Regions from separate parts of the Hordeum vulgare genome. Here region 2 is linked to region 1. Evidence: chromatin contacts called from public Hi-C data. All regions are on one chromosome and are shown on one strand. Each heading gives the region's core, a stretch centred on a gene start, on an enhancer-like site or on the middle of the called end of the contact. The rest is flanking DNA. Distances are from core to core; before and after follow the strand shown. Region 1 holds the start of LOC123411776 (elongation factor 1-gamma 2-like). Region 2 holds the start of LOC123407315 (histone deacetylase 2).

Region 1 (7,787 bases), core at 3,293-5,792:
CAAATGACAGAGATATACTTGAATAAAACTTGTAAAACAAGCAACAACATGATCCTCTTTTAGCCTTAGCAAAATTAGAAATAAGAGGCCACCTACCTTAGTGCTCATAATGAAATTCAAGCGAAGCAATAATTCTCACACAAAAAAAGAGACTGAAACTACCAATCTACATGGAAGTTGTACACAAAACATAAATGAAGGACACAGATTGTAAACGGCAAACATTGATTGCTTGAGTCTGTTAAGCATGTAGATTCCCTCCTGCATATAGTCCTAGCTGCAGCAACGACACACACACACACACACACACGCGCGCGCCGTGCGAGTTCAGAGTTGAGTCAGTCATAACCTGCCTGAAAAAACGCAGCCCGGAGAAACAGACAACGCAACGCCGGTCTTACGGTTGATCCTTGCCGGAGCGCGGCCACCAGTGCCAGGAGTCGAAGACGAGCATGTCGGCGCCGAGCCAATTGTGGCTCTCGTCGATCTTGTCGAGCTTGAGCACGCGGCCGGCCTTCTCGCTCACGATGTCCACCAGGTAGTGCGACAGGTAGTACACCAACGTCACATTGTAGAGCAAGGTCATCTGCACGGCCACTCACCGATGCTGTGATTGGGTCACCACCGTGAAACAAACCAATGTGCTTACTATCCAAATTTGGCACAGATAGGGAAAACAATTTAACGAAATAATCTTGTGATGATAGTAGTACAGACCAATCTCCAACGACAAGAAGCATATGAACCAAAAGGGGGTGAAACGTAATTAACAAATGACAAATGCGCAAACCTTGCATGGATGAGCTTGACGCTGGTCTTCATGTTGGGCCGCGACCAGTTGTACGCGATCGAGCTCGAGATCCCGGTAAGCCACAGGCAACCTGCCCCCCGCCGGAAAAGAAGGACGCCACATATTAGAATACACACATGCCTGATGAATCGGGGGGAAATCTACATGTCGTCATCCTCCTGCTCCCGATCCCCCGACGCTGGATCTGCAACCCTCGAGGGTGAAGGATGGTGGGGGTGAGGATTTGGGGGCGGGTGGGGACGGGAAGAAGAATCCGGCGATGGCAGGGCGGGGCATCTCCGTCGGTGAGGATCTCCTCCAGTCCGGCGACAAGGGCGCCGCCCCTCACCTTCTCCTGCTCCGATGCGGCTGGAAAGAGGATAAGATCAAACAAAGGATCGCGAGTGGAAATTTTACAGATGCAGGGTCTTTCTTGCAAATCTGAAACGTTTTTTCTAATATCCACTTAATCGGGGACTGCGGGTTGAATCCTCGAAAACGGAGGGACTTTTTCGCAAAAACGTCACGACGGACGACAGAAGCCATCGGTGCTTTATTATTAGGGAGAGACTAGCAAAATGGCTCGTGCGTTGCCACGGAAGAAAAAAACATAATCTATGTTCACATATCATCGCTTGATTTAGAAAATTTTCTGCACAAACGCAAGAAAATATTTCTTCTTTTAAATTTATTCACAAGTTGAAGCAATCTTTACATTTTCAAAAAATATATATCATGGTTGTCAAAAATCTTGGTAACTCAAAGATTTATTCTGAATTTCAATTTTTTTTTAGAAAACATACAATAATAATCCGATCCATTCAACAATTAATTCTTCAAAATTCACACACGTATATTGTCACAAAGACTTAGAAGCATTAATTTTTAACTACATACATTAGATATTTCGTGAACAATTTTACAAATACGGGAACGATTTTAAAATCGAGAACATTTTTTACAATTTACAAACATTTACTAAAAATCATGAATATTTTTTATATTTCGAACAGGTTTAAATATTTTCTTTTGAATTGGCCACCAATTCAAACGAACATAATTTTTTATGTTGGAGGATTTTATTTTAGATTCACAAACATTTTTTGAAATGCATGAAGTTTTTCTGAATAAACAAACATTTTTATAAATCATTAATATATTTATTAAATTCATGGACATTCTTTTGGAATTTGCAAAAAAATATAAAAATCCAGCGCTTTTTTGAATCCTATTTTTGATTCAAAATAAAAATTCGTCGGTATTTTAGTCCAAATTCCTATTTTTTAACATGCAAAAGTTTTTGTAATTCTAAATTATTTAAATTATAAATAAAAAAATGGAAAGGATTTTTTTTTAAAAAAAACTATCAAAACAGGCCTTAGCTATTTTTAAAATTTTAGGACATATTTTCAATTAGAAAGTATTTTGTTAAATGCATTTAATAGTTTTTAATACATGGAATTGTATTTGAGATCATGGACTATTCTTATTGTACACAGATTTCTATAAAATTGCAAACATTTTATTGTATATGCGAGCATTTTTACAAAACTCCGAGTAGTTTTTGAAGTCACAGAAATTTAATTTTTTAAATATGTTGATTTATAATTTTCAGTTTATTAAAATTTTAAAGATTATTTAAAGTTCTAAATTATTTAAAATAAAAAAATAAAACAGAACTGAAAATAAATAAATAAACGGAACTAAAAGCACGCGCCTGTGCATGGGCCGGCCCATTCGGTGTGCTGGATATTCTCCGAGCGTGCAGAGCGTAATATAGGAGGTTTTTACATGGGCCGGCCCAGTCCAAGATTTTTCGCTTTGTGAAACGTTTTCTATTACTTACCGGTGGCATGGTGGGTAATTTATGCAAACTTTAGGGGTAATTTTTAAGACGACGACCAGAAACCGAATTTGCTTCATTATTAATAGCACAAATGCCCGTGCTTTGCAACGGAAAGAACAATATTTGTTTTTTATGCGCAAAATACAATTATTTTATAGGCAAGACTCTTCGCATTTTAGTATGGATTTTGAACAAACAACTTTAAATTTAAACATTAAACTGTGCAACTAAATCTCATTTATGTCTTTGTGTGGTCGAAACACCCACCTCTCACACGTGATGATCTTGGGTCGAGGTATAGTAGTATCTTGATGGATCCGCCCACGCATAACCTTTCTGCCCAGCACCTACGAAAAATAGTAGGCACGATAGAAAAAACATATTAAAAGAGAAGATGAGAAAAATTGATGGTGCAAAAGCGATATCAAGAAAAGAATGGAGATAAGGATCATAAAATCACAAGCTTAATCACTTGTATCCAGAAATCCATCTTCACATGACTAATCATGTGACAAACAAGTAGTAGGCCAGTAGCCACAAATTCATGAGACATACGTAATCATTAGGAGGCACAAAATTCACTTGTGCATGCAAAAATCTCAGCTCAAAATGAACCGTATATTGTATACGCATCAGAAAGAATATAATAGGAAATCTAGAGCACATCACGTAGTCAATTGTGCTACACACCGCAGGCCCCTTCGTGGGACCCATATTTGTTTTGGTTTGATGCTAAGATGGATAGGCTATCGACGGTTGGTTGTCTGCCGTTATTCTCTTTCCAGCGATTTTGTCCATGCATCGTCTCTCTAAGTCTCCATCTCTTTCTTTTCACGCAAAGTCCCTTCCTACCTTAGATCTGTGTCGCTTGGAGGCACTCGAGGTAACTGCGCAAGTGTGGCGGTCGGCGATCGGCGACCAACGCAGCCAAGGTAGCGAGGCAAGCTCCTGCCTCTCCAGGAGCTCGATTTCGACGAGACTCACAGGCGAGGGAGCGGAGGAGATCTCGATTCTCCGCCGGCTAGCTCGGTGGCGTGGAGTCGCACCAATGATCTTTTTTTTAAGATTTCAGGACTACCTGACCTATAGCCGATGGGGAGGAAGATGAGCGCGGCTGAACGCGCAGTTGCGTGGGGAGCGACAGGCGATTTCGGTAGCGAGGAGTTTCGAGGCTTGATATATTGACCGGTGTTAATTTATATAGTCATGGATCGGGCCGTGATGCTTCGAGCCTCCTGCAGAGTCCTTGTCCGAAACTGGTCAAGCGAGGCGAGATCATGCGGAGAACGACGCTCGTTTTTAATTATTATTAGGTGCGCTTGGGTCGAGTGCCCTTGTGTCGTTCATGAACAAAACGTTTTTAAACTGCGAGTTGAATAACAAAAATTAGAGGTTTTTTTTTTATAAAAATACCGTGGTGGGTTTTTCGACGGGTAGGTATAGATATAGATTAGGGAGAGATCAGGGAGAGAAATGCAGTGACTTGGTTCTTAATGGGCTTCGGTCACACGCCAAGTTTTCCAACAGGAATCTCGCTCTAAAAAAAAAAGTTTTCCAACAGGAAGAACCATAGAATCCGAGGGACGGATATGCCATCGTACGTGGAAGGCCGGTGTTACTCCAAAAAAGGAAAACCGTGAAAAGCCGGAGTATCCCCCACGCAAAACTCTCCGCGGACGGCGTGACCCTCGCCAGCCCGTTCGGTTTCCGTGGCACGCACGCACGGACCGATCCTACAGGGACCCGACACAGGCTCCAAGAAAACCCAGGGGGCCAACACGAAAACAACCGCCCGCCCATCGCCCCCCATTCCTCGAACCATCCCGTCCGTCCAATCGTCCCATCCCGCCATCGGGACCCTCCGTTCCGCAACCCTAGAAAGCCCCGGAGCTCCCTCTCCCCTCCCCACTCCCCCCGCGCCGCCATAAATCCGCGACCCCGTCCCCTTTCTAAACCCCTCTCCTTCCTCACCCTCGGCCGTTGAGGTTTCCGCCGCGATCTCGTCTCGATCCACACGCGCGGTAAGATCCCGAACCTCCTCCCTACTCCCCCCTCCCCCATCTCGACCCCTCTCCCTTCCCTCCTCGCCTGCCCGTGGTGATTCCCGGTCGAGCTCACCGTTTTCCCGTGGTGTTTCCTTTCCCGTCTGTGCAGATCTGAGATTTGGAATCGGGCGAGGCCTGCAGCTCCTGCCGACATGGCGCTCGTGAGTCTCTCATCCCGCCTCGTAGATTTCGTTGTTTGCTTCTGTATGGTTGTGTCGTTTAGGGTTGCATGCGAGTCGGTGTTGGTCCGATTTGAGTTCTGTCGAGCCACTCCGATTTGGGCCGCGCTTGATTCGCGGTTGGCTGGTTCTGATGCTTGACGCGGGTCGATATGTTTATGCATGTGTAACGTCTCCGAGGGATGCGGTTCGCGGGTCCTGGATGTGTGATTTTTAGGATTCTGATCCAATTATCGATTTCGTTGCTGGCGCTGGATCGATGGCCCGTTTACTCGTTTTAATATTTGGTCATAGGGTCGTAGATTTGTGTATGATCATGCGCTAGTCTGACAGGTCTCCAGGATGTCAGTTGTTCATAAATTTGCGAATTCTTGAGCTTTTGAGCCGCTGTAATTTGTATGTGACCGCTTCTGAATAGATTTAGGTGACTTTTTTTGTTACCCGAGGGACTACTGCATCTCTGCTTCTTTCATTTAGCTTAGCTTGCTGGTCTACATAAGTTTGATCTGCTTTTGCTTGTATGATCAAGTGACCTTATATCCTATGTTTGTCCATTGTTCTGAATATGTCTTCTGCTTTATCCATTTAGGTTTTGCATTCGGGCAGCGGCAACAAGAATGCCTTCAAGGCACTTATTGCTGCAGAGTACTGTGGGGTCAAGGTTGAGCTGCCCAAGAACTTTGAGATGGGTGTATCAAACAAAACCCCTGAATTCATCAAGATGAATCCCCTTGGGAAGGTACATCGCTTAGACTCACAGATTAGTTCAATATACAGTGAGTCAGAGTGCAAGGAACTAATAATTATTTGCAGGTCCCTGTTCTTGAGACTCCTGATGGTGCTGTTTTTGAGAGCAATGCTATTGCACGCTATGGTACTTATTTTACCTTTTTTGAATCAATCCTTGCTACTGATTCCACAGTGCCTAAATTGAACACTGATTTATTTTCTTCCTTCAGTTGCTCGCTCAAAGGGTGACAACCTGCTTTGGGGTGGTTCTCTTATTGAATATGTGAGTTATATAACAAGTACTCCTATACTTGTAGCTTAGCAAGCATCCGTGCTTATTTGTTGATAATTCTTGCAGGCACGTGTTGAGCAATGGATGGACTTCGCTGCCACAGAGGTTGATCCCAATATCGCAAGGTGGTTGTACCCAAGGCTTGGTTATGCGCCTTTCAATGCCCAGGTTAGTGTACTGATTAGATATCAGAATTCTCTATGTCCAAGCATTAGAAAGGTGCAAGATTCTAACATTTACCTTTGCAGTCTGAGGAATTCGGCATTGCTGGATTAAAGAGGGCACTTGAAGCATTGAACACACACCTGGCGTCAAACACATTCCTTGTTGGACATTCTGTCACTCTGGCTGATATTGTCATGACATGCAACCTCTACCATGGTTTTGCCCGGATCTTGACCAAGACTTTCACATCCGAGTTCCCTCATGTTGAGAGGTACTTCTGGACCATGGTTAACCAGCCTAACTTCAAGAAGGTCATTGGTGATTTCAAGCAGGCAGAGGTTGTACCATCTGTTCAGAAGAAGGCTGCTCCTGCTAAACCAAAGGAGGCCAAGAAAGAGGCTCCCAAGGAGGCCCCAAAGCCAGCTGTGGTTGAGGCACCAGAGGAAGAGGCACCAAAGCCTAAGCCCAAGAATCCCCTTGATCTACTGCCACCGAGCAAGATGGTACTTGATGACTGGAAGAGGCTATACTCAAACACTAAGAGCAACTTCCATGATGTTGCTGTTAAAGGTATTATTTCTGCCTAATAGAATTCCAGTATGCTAATTACATGTTAGTGATGCCTTGCATTTTCTACCCTTGATGTTTGTTTAAATGTCAGTGATGCCTTGATTTCACAATATAGCAATATGATCAAACGCTGATACTTCCAAATTTCCTCTTGAGAGGATCTCATTGTCCATTCTATCTTGTTTGTTTACTTAACATTGAACATCTGTCGTATCCTTGTTATCAAAGGAGACTAGAATGTGTTGGATCTTTTGTAGCGGATATGCATTATCTCCTTGTGAAACATTTGCAGAAACCATTCTTGTTCATTCTAACCCTGATCTTAACATGTACCAAAACTCATATGGTTTATGTTTCAGGTTTCTGGGAGATGTATGACCCAGAGGGTTACTCTCTGTGGTTCTGTGACTACAAGTACCAGGAAGAGAACACTGTGTCCTACGTTACCCTGAACAAGGTCGGCGGGTTCCTGCAGCGGATGGATCTGTGCCGCAAATATGCTTTTGGCAAGATGCTCGTGATTGGTTCTGAGGCGCCCTTCAAGGTCAAGGGACTGTGGCTCTTCCGTGGGCAGGACATCCCTGAGTTTGTCATGAACGAGGTCTATGACATGGAGCTCTATGAGTGGACCAAGGTTGACCTCTCCGATGAGGCCCAGAAGAAGCGTGTTGAGGCCATGATCGAGGACCTTGAGCCGTTCGAGGGGCAGTCCTTGCTGGACGCCAAGTGCTTCAAGTGAGCGGAGCACTGCCTGGGATCGTGATGGTGGTGGCAAAGAACCTATCTAGGACTTGAAATTCAGTGTCGAAACAGTTGGTCTTTTTTTGGAAGAGTTTGCTTGTTACTCAATGGATATTTGACCTGGTGAACTGGTTAATTTTGTGCTATGCTAAGAGTTTTTGGGTATATTGGTCCTGCTGTCTCCTTATTCTGGGAGGAGCCATCTACTTATGTGAATCGTGATATTGCTGCTTATTTGTAGCCGCTAACTATTTCTGAGCAACTGAAGACATGCAAACAATGTTTTTCTTTCAGCGGGGTAGCATTATATACTGATTTGTGGGCCATTACATCAAATCTTCAGATCATGTAGAGTAATGTCTAGCCAAGAGTTTGCTACTGTAGAACAAATCCATTTTGGTAAGTCCTACACGTGGGTACTGTATCGAAC
Region 2 (7,787 bases), core at 1,838-4,337, 430 kb after region 1:
CCTTATGTGGTGCTTGAATTCTTTTAGTCGCTCAGAACTGCAGAGTTGGAGCTTGTGCCATACAGATACATATCTGGTGCTCAACGACGAATCGACGATCAACTGTAAAAAGAAGACAAGCTTGTTTTAGAGCAAAGCACGCTTCGTAGAAAGCCATACATAAAGCATTACACATGCAGGGGCTGAGCAAAAGCAGAAATCCGCCCCAAAAATCTAGGGCTTCGTGAATATGAACTAAATCCTTTTGTTTTTCTTCCATAAAATAAAATGTCAACAAAGACTACCAAGGCCTTGTCCGGTTAAACCTTTCAACAAGCTCCTTCAAAACTCTTGCAACTGAACAAGCCCTAATTGTGCTGAATGAACTAAGATGAAGGAAAATAAAGCACAAAATGCTGGACCAGCCTGTGATGTCTATAGGGAGAGAAAGAGTACCAGATGTAACTTCATTGTGGAACAGAAGGTTCAGAAGTCATATTTTGTTCTGCCACTCTTCAAGATTAGGCACAACATATCAGATAATTGAGAGGTTGAATTGTAGAAATCCCATGCCTCTAGCATCAAACGCTTTCTTGAACCTTTGAAATGGACAACCTAAGAACATCATATCAGATTTGGCATGTTACCATACTCAATAAAAAAATACTGGATATATCAACAGGCCCCCAAAATCAGCAAGTGTACCGCTGGACAAGTGGCAACAATGAAAAGCAGTGTACTAATAATAGTATTAACTGTGCAACTAGTGGTTAAAAAAAACTATATTTTATCGCGAGGAGGGCATGGATCAAATAAGTTCTTAAGAGTAGGATAAAAATGATGTACCTTAAGATCCAAGGGCATACCGTGAAACTGTCCAGCACCCTCAGGTGGAGTCCAATTATAAACTTCACAAGGCAAAAACAGAACAGATGCTCCATTGATTTCACCAGCAAATGTTCCATGCCTAGAAAAATTCCCAAAGGCTGATGGTAGGTAAGACTTCACAACCCATGCCAGTGCTAACTGATCACCAAGCATGCGGGATGCCTTCATATACTTTAGATTGTATGCTTTAAGAACTTCGTTGAAGAATTCAATAGCCCTAAAAGCAAATGAAGGAATTATTTAATGCAATGCCAAGTTTTCATACCAAGATCTGCTTCATAGATGTTCACTTACTTAGAGATGCCATCTCTGGTCCCTCTGACAGCTACAAATCCAGAGTTCAAGGGCTGGCCTTTGTTATTACGAAACGTAAGAGCAAGGTGCCAATGAGGATAGCTCGTGAAGATATGTCCAAGATCCTCAACCACTGCCATATCAGAATCAGTGAAAACAAAATGACGAACACAATTCACACAGTGAACCTCCTCAAGTTTTAGCTCTAGAAAGGCCTACATATGGACCAGAAAGACAAACATATCAGTCTTCTGAAGAAAACAACGCACATAGATGGTTGCATGCAGTAATATTTCTAGATCCGCAAACAGTACTTCCAAAAAAGCATATGCAGGAACATGTTTGCATGAAGCATACAAACTTACAATGTAGGACTTGATCCTCTGAAGCATCAGGTTGCCTCGAGAATAATTTCCCTCAATGGGCAGGATTGACGCCCTCCCTTGATTTATTGACAATTTTGATTTAGGATCAGTCAATATTATCACATCGCTTCTTGGCATTGACACCTACAGAGTTCTATAAATAAGATCAGAAGTTAAACAAACAACCACGCAATCGACTATGAAGGAAGACCATGTGTTACTTCTACTTTTTGAGGATTCAATTTAATATGCCAGAAGGCTACAAAAAATGCTACATAAAAAAGGGAGGAGGGGAATCACAGTGGTATCAGTGTTCTATTTTACAGTATTCACTGTAATTTCTTCTCTATCTCTACTACCATTGAACTGCTCTCAGTATTCTCTTAGCTGACATTGATTATTAATTATTCCCAACATGATAATAAATTGAATTATATTCATAGTCAGTAAGTTAGTTGCCAGCACAAACAAGAGGAAAAGGAAGATCCACCTGTATGAAGCTGATGAAAGTGTTAAGAATGGCCATGGACCTCTCCTCCTTGCCATAAGAATGCTTTCCAACAGTTAGAGCATCGGATGACCGTTTGCCAGCCCCAGCTGGGTCAGAACTGTATGTTGTGAATACTGTAACAAAAGAAACATGTTCCCCAGGTTCACTTGATGCACCTATCTTATTCACAGCTTTAAGTCCTGAAGGAAATGGTAAAATGTAGTCAGTAGATACACAACAGATGCTGATTCTGTTCACGCTACAGAAGCATGAACAATCGTACGTGGTGTCCTGCAGCCTAACTGGCACTAGTAAGCATACACAGAGCATTCTAGACCTTGATAACAGCATGTACAATCTTTAAGCACTGATAACAGTATTATTTTTGTATCCTAATCTCCTTGGAGCTGCTTCAAACTGGTGCAATGCAGTTAGAGCTTACAGTACATATGAGGATCACAGGTCACAATGTGAGAAACCGAAACTAAGAGGAGGAGAAACCTTGGCACTGGAGGCGGTCGGGGCGGCCCTGGCCGGCGGCCGGGCCGAGTACGAGGCGATCGGGACGCTTCAGCAGAGCAGAAGGCGGCATGTCAAGGGCCCTCTCCGGCTCCCAGCTCAAGCGCAGCCTGGAAACTGCAAGAAGGGGCACCAGATTGGATCGTCAGGAGGGCAAACCGCGCAGTGTGTGTGCGCGCTGGAAGGAATCGAGAGGTGGAAGGCGTCGCGGGGCCGCACCGGAGTAGATTGAAGGCGCGAGGACGACGAGGAGCAGGAGCGGGATGAGGGGGACGGCGCGGCTTCGGAGCCTCGAGATCGCCATGGAAGCGGCGGCGGAGAGGAGCGAAAGCGAGTTTCCCCTCGGCGGCGGTGGATATTTTACATTCAGCCACCGTTCTTCCGCGTAAATTGCATTCGTGTGCTCCAAACTCCAGAGATTCCGTGCAGTCAGTATGAGAAGGAGGGCTAGCAATGCAAATATCTAAGTTCAGAAAAGCTCTCGCGCAAAAAGCACAGCACCGCCACGCCACCGAATGATTCTGATTCTCCCGAAGTCCCCATCGCCATTGGTACCTCTGCCCCGCCCCCGCGGGAGGTAAGGTAAGCGGCAACACAACGCAAACTCCCAGCCCAGAGCCCTCGAGAGCATCCCTCTCCTCTCCATCCCCGCGCGAGCCCTCTCGTCCAGGCCGGTGGCCGGGATGTCCTCCTCCTCTGCCGCCGCCGTGCCGGGGGGCACGCCGGCGGACGCCCTCCGCCGCAACCGTATCCTCTCCAGCAAGCTCTACTTCGACGTGCCGGGCTCCAAGGTCAGTCGTCCGGCCGGGAGATGCTCCTCCGGTCACCCCGATCACCCGCTAATCCGTGGTTGGCGATTGCTTGGCTTGGCAGGCTCCGGTGGTCTACTCGACGGCGTACGACATCGCCTTCCTCGGAATCGAGAAGATGTGAGCTGCTTTGCTTCCCGTCCCGCCTCTCCATCATTTCCTTGCCTAGCTGCATACACGTGCACCGGACCACGGCTTACGCGCATCATGTGCTGTGCAGGCACCCGTTTGATTCCTCCAAATGGGGCCGCATATGCAGGTTCCTCACCAAAGAAGGCCACCTGGAGAAGAACCGGGTGGTGGAGCCATTGGAGGCTTCCCAGGAAGATCTACTGGTGGTAGGAAAGGAGACAATCTGTTTTCACTTGGTTCATACTGTTTCTTCTTCTTCTTTTGATTTTTGTCTGATCCCCTTTAAGTTTGTTCCATCATTCCATGGCTCTGCTTGGCCAGGTTCACACAGAGGCATACCTCAACAGCCTCAGGAGCAGCTTCAGGGTCGCAGCCATTGTAGAGGTACTAGGTTCTCAGAGGAAGCTGAATTTTGATGGCCTGATTGATAGCAAATTACAATGGCACGGTTTGCTAAACCAGATGTTTTATCTCAGGTTCCTCCGTTAACGCTCATACCTAATTGGCTCCTACAGCAAAGGCTACTGTACCCCTTCCGAAAACAGGTGATCTCTTGTGATTAGGTGCTCCCACCTGTACTGAAAGTACCAGGTGCATAATTTGGGTGCCACTGCCAGGGAGTCTCTGTAAGCTAGTTCCTTTTTCCATAGGTGGGTGGGTCCATTTTATCAGCTAAACTTGCACTTGAGAGAGGATGGGCCATTAATGTTGGTGGAGGGTTTCACCATTGTTCGGCGGAGGAAGGGGGTGGATTTTGCGCGTACGGTGATATTTCGCTCTGCATTCAGTTTGCGTTCGTTCGTCTGAATATTTCAAGGTGAGAAACCTATACTAGCTGGACTCTAACTGTATAAACTATGGAGTGTTCCTTTAGTCTCTGCAAACTACTCCCTCCGTCCTGAATTACTTGTCGCAAGAATGGATAGAAATGGATGTATCTAGAACTAAAATACATCTAGATACATCCATTCTTGCGACAAGTAATTCTGGACGGAGGGAGTATTTGTTTGGCTTATACAACGTATGTGCTTGCCTGACGGCTGTAAATATATTCTGTGAAATATCTGTGTTGTTAAGCATCCTATGTCAACTGTCATGCCAATCTTGCTTTATTCCCAGGGAGATTGCTATGCTTGTTCACATCTTAGCAAGCACTCTATGCTGCTTGGCTAGTTACGTAGTACATGTGTGGCCAATGAATGCAAGGATGTATCTCGGAGGTGCTCATAAGGGTAGGGTGTGCGTGTGTGTGTTCATAGGGGTGAGTGTATGTGCTTGTATATGAGAGCTTGCGTCTGTACTGTGCTAAAAAAAACAATGTGTACATTGCTTACTAACTATTTTAGCTTCATAAGCACCTATTCCTTTTTAAATACTTGCAGAGTAATGATCATAGATCTGGATGCTCACCAAGGAAATGGTTATGAGAAGGATTTTGCTAATGATGGTATGTCCTATATTTTGTTCTTCTATGCATTTTGTTTTCACTTCGATGACACAGTGATGCCAATTTTCACTTGCAGGAAGGGTTTACATTTTGGACATGTACAATGCTGGAATTTATCCCTTTGTAAGAACCACAGTCTAGAATTCTTGTTACACCTGCGGAACGTCAAGCTTTTTTTGCTGCTGCTGGTTATCCTCTGACTACCCTTATGCAATATGTGGTTTAGCATTTCTTATGGTGTAGAGGTTATTTATCTAGAATTTTTGTCCGTGTCCTGGTAATGAGCATAAGTTTTCTTCCCTACCCCATAAATGCATATTCTACATCATGTTTTGGAAGATACCATCCAGTTCAGATGGTGCAAACAGGCATTTACCAGAACTAAAAAATAGTAGTCGCAGCTGTGTACTTCAAATCAATTTTTAGTGTTGCTATGATATCTATAACACCCACTGTCCGAAGATTAGTCTGTTGTCATTGTCACCAGCTCTAACTTCAGTCATTGTGTATTATCATTCCGTTTTATTTAGTAATTAGTACTAGTATTATTTCTTATGTTCTATGTGAACTGATGTAACTTTATTTTAGGATTATGCTGCTAAGCGATATATTGATCAGAAAATCGAGTTAGTTGTAAGTTGGATTTTGCTAGCTGTTGATCATATTTTTCTTCATCTAATTCAAATATGAGTTGAGTGCATTATTGTGCATTTTCAGAGTGGGACAGAAACAGATGATTACTTGGATCAGCTTGACAAGGCTCTGAAGGTACCTTTGCACTTATAGATAGGGTGCTCACTAATATTTGCATTTCTACATAAAGTTGTCCTATGTACTGCAATTCTTAGGGAGAAATAGGTGAAAAATGTTATGTCAGGTGCCATATATGATACTCCCTTGTTAAAAAAAAAACCCGAAGTTCTAGGATTTTCCTAAGTCAAACTTCACTAAGTTTGACCAAGCCTACCTAAAAAAATATCAGCATGTACGAAACCAAATTTACTTCATTAGGACTCCACATCACCACAGCTATTTGTTCTGGCTGTCGACGCGCTGGGCCGCCTCATGCACCGGGCGCTCCAGACTGGCATACTTCGGCTGCTGCACCCCCGTCGTATTGTTCCGGCCGTTTCATCATACGCCGACGACGTGATGCTGTTTTGCCATGCTGAGATGGATGAGGTGCTCGCTGTGAAGGGCATCCTAGGCATATTCGAGACCGCATCGGGCCTGCAGGTCAACTATGGCAAGAGCTCGGCCACGACCCTGCATGGCGACGAGGATAGTGCTGCCTTGCTGGAGGCGCTGGGCTGTCAGGCGGCAAACTTGCCCATCACGACGACCCACTGTGGCTCGGATGCAGCCGCTTGTCGATTCTGTGGCCGGCCGCCTCCCGACATGGAAAGCATGGCTCATGAACAAAGCTGGGAGGTTGGCATTGGTCAAATCGGTCCTCAGCGCGATTCCAATCCACCAGATGCTTGCCCTTGCGCCCCCGAAGAAGACCCTGAAGCAACTAGAGAAGATCCAGCGCGGCTTCCTTTGGGCCGGTCGCGCGGCTGCATAGGGAGGACACTGTCACGTTAACTAGCGCACGGTCAGTCGGCCACTCGCGCTTGGAGGGCTGGGCATCCGAGATCTAGAGCGCACAAGGCTCGCGCTCCGACTGCGGTGGCTCTGGTTATCAAGGACGGACGCCGACAGAGCCTGGCAAGGCCTGGACCTGCAGTTCTCCCGTGAGGAGCTCGGCCTCTTCTACGCCTCCACCTTCATGGTGCTAGGTGATGGCCACACGGCGCTGTTCTGGGAAGACCGCTGGCTGCATGGGCAGTCGATTCGCGAGCTAGCACCCCTGCTGTACCTATGCATCCCCAAGAACAGGAGAAGGGCGCGGACGGTGGCGGAAGGCCTCGCCGGCAATGCCTGGGCTCGAGACATCCGCGGCGTAGTGGGGCTGCAAGAGATTGGCCAATACCTGACGACATGGCAGCGCGTCGCGCACACTACTTTGTCCGCTGAGCCAGACAAGCTTGTCTGGAAATGGACGCCTAATGGCGAATACTCGGCGCGATCCTATTATCAGGCAACCTTCCACGGATCCCTCACTTGCCATTCCTGGCAGTTAATCTGGAAGGGATGGGCTCCGCCGAAGGTCAAGTTCTTCCACTGGCTTGTGAGCCTGGACCGATGCTGGACCGCGGACAGACTTGCTCGCCGCGGCCTCCCACATCACGCCCGCTGCCTGCTTTGCGACCAAGAGCCAGAGACCATCCGCCACCTGCTACTGGCCTGCCCCTTCGCGCGGCAAGCCTGGCACGAGGCTCTTTCCTGGCTGCGCTTACCAGCCCCCACGCCGGAGCAGGATATCTCCATTCAGGATTGGTGGATAAGGGCGAGAGATGCCACACCACCATCGCTCCGCAAGGCGCTGAGGTCCACCACGCTGCTAGTTCCATGGATGATCTGGAAACATAGGAATGCGTGTGTATTTGATCATGTCACTCCGTCGCTCTCCGAGCTCTCGGATAGGATCAAAGATGAGATGAGGTATTGGGCTAGAGCCGGGGACAAGGGGCTTAGGGTAGTCTTGCCCCCATCCTGGGATGTCCGTTGAACTACTTGTAACCTGCTGTAATCGTCTCCTCAGAGACTGACTTTCCCTCTTTTCAATACAAAGAAACGCACATCTCTGCGTTTTCTCGAAAAAATAAATTTTCATATTATATATATTTGATATCATAGATCTTTGCGTATTTTTCTATAGACATGGTTAAACTAAAAAAGTTTGACTTTGCAAAATCCTAGAACTTCAATTATTTTGGAACGGAGGAAGTATATCACATGATTTGTGTTCTGAAACTTAT

What was found. A called contact is a pair of places that touch in the nucleus more often than the background predicts.
Region 2: a contact with region 1 is called in a Hi-C map of seedling, with 5 times the contacts expected there. The contact joins the promoter of LOC123407315 here to the promoter of LOC123411776 in region 1. A contact is called at or near these places in 2 of 6 Hi-C or Micro-C datasets (leaf and seedling) and 1 of 1 datasets of contacts at active chromatin or transcription factors (embryo).

Annotation. Positions count from the first base shown.
Region 1 is chr7H:504,682,612-504,690,398 of MorexV3_pseudomolecules_assembly, forward strand. LOC123411776 (elongation factor 1-gamma 2-like) reads left to right here and starts at 4,543. Exons shown (of 8, transcript XM_045104741.1): 1 at 4,543-4,657; 2 at 4,791-4,842; 3 at 5,450-5,599; 4 at 5,674-5,734; 5 at 5,820-5,872; 6 at 5,948-6,049; 7 at 6,130-6,616; 8 at 6,976-7,522. The coding sequence starts at 4,834. The coding sequence ends at 7,355. It overlaps LOC123409169, which reads right to left and starts at 586. Exons shown (of 5, transcript XM_045102135.1): 1 at 402-586; 2 at 350-353. The coding sequence starts at 586.
Region 2 is chr7H:505,109,649-505,117,435 of MorexV3_pseudomolecules_assembly, forward strand. It overlaps LOC123407315 (histone deacetylase 2), which reads left to right and starts at 3,088. Exons shown (of 12, transcript XM_045100423.1): 1 at 3,088-3,326; 2 at 3,409-3,464; 3 at 3,565-3,682; 4 at 3,798-3,860; 5 at 3,953-4,021; 6 at 4,127-4,293; 7 at 4,859-4,923; 8 at 5,000-5,046; 9 at 5,641-5,691. The coding sequence starts at 3,219. It overlaps LOC123407314, which reads right to left and starts at 2,959. Exons shown (of 8, transcript XR_006612583.1): 1 at 2,755-2,959; 2 at 2,518-2,652; 3 at 2,017-2,216; 4 at 1,527-1,670; 5 at 1,162-1,376; 6 at 846-1,084; 7 at 436-594; 8 at 1-102.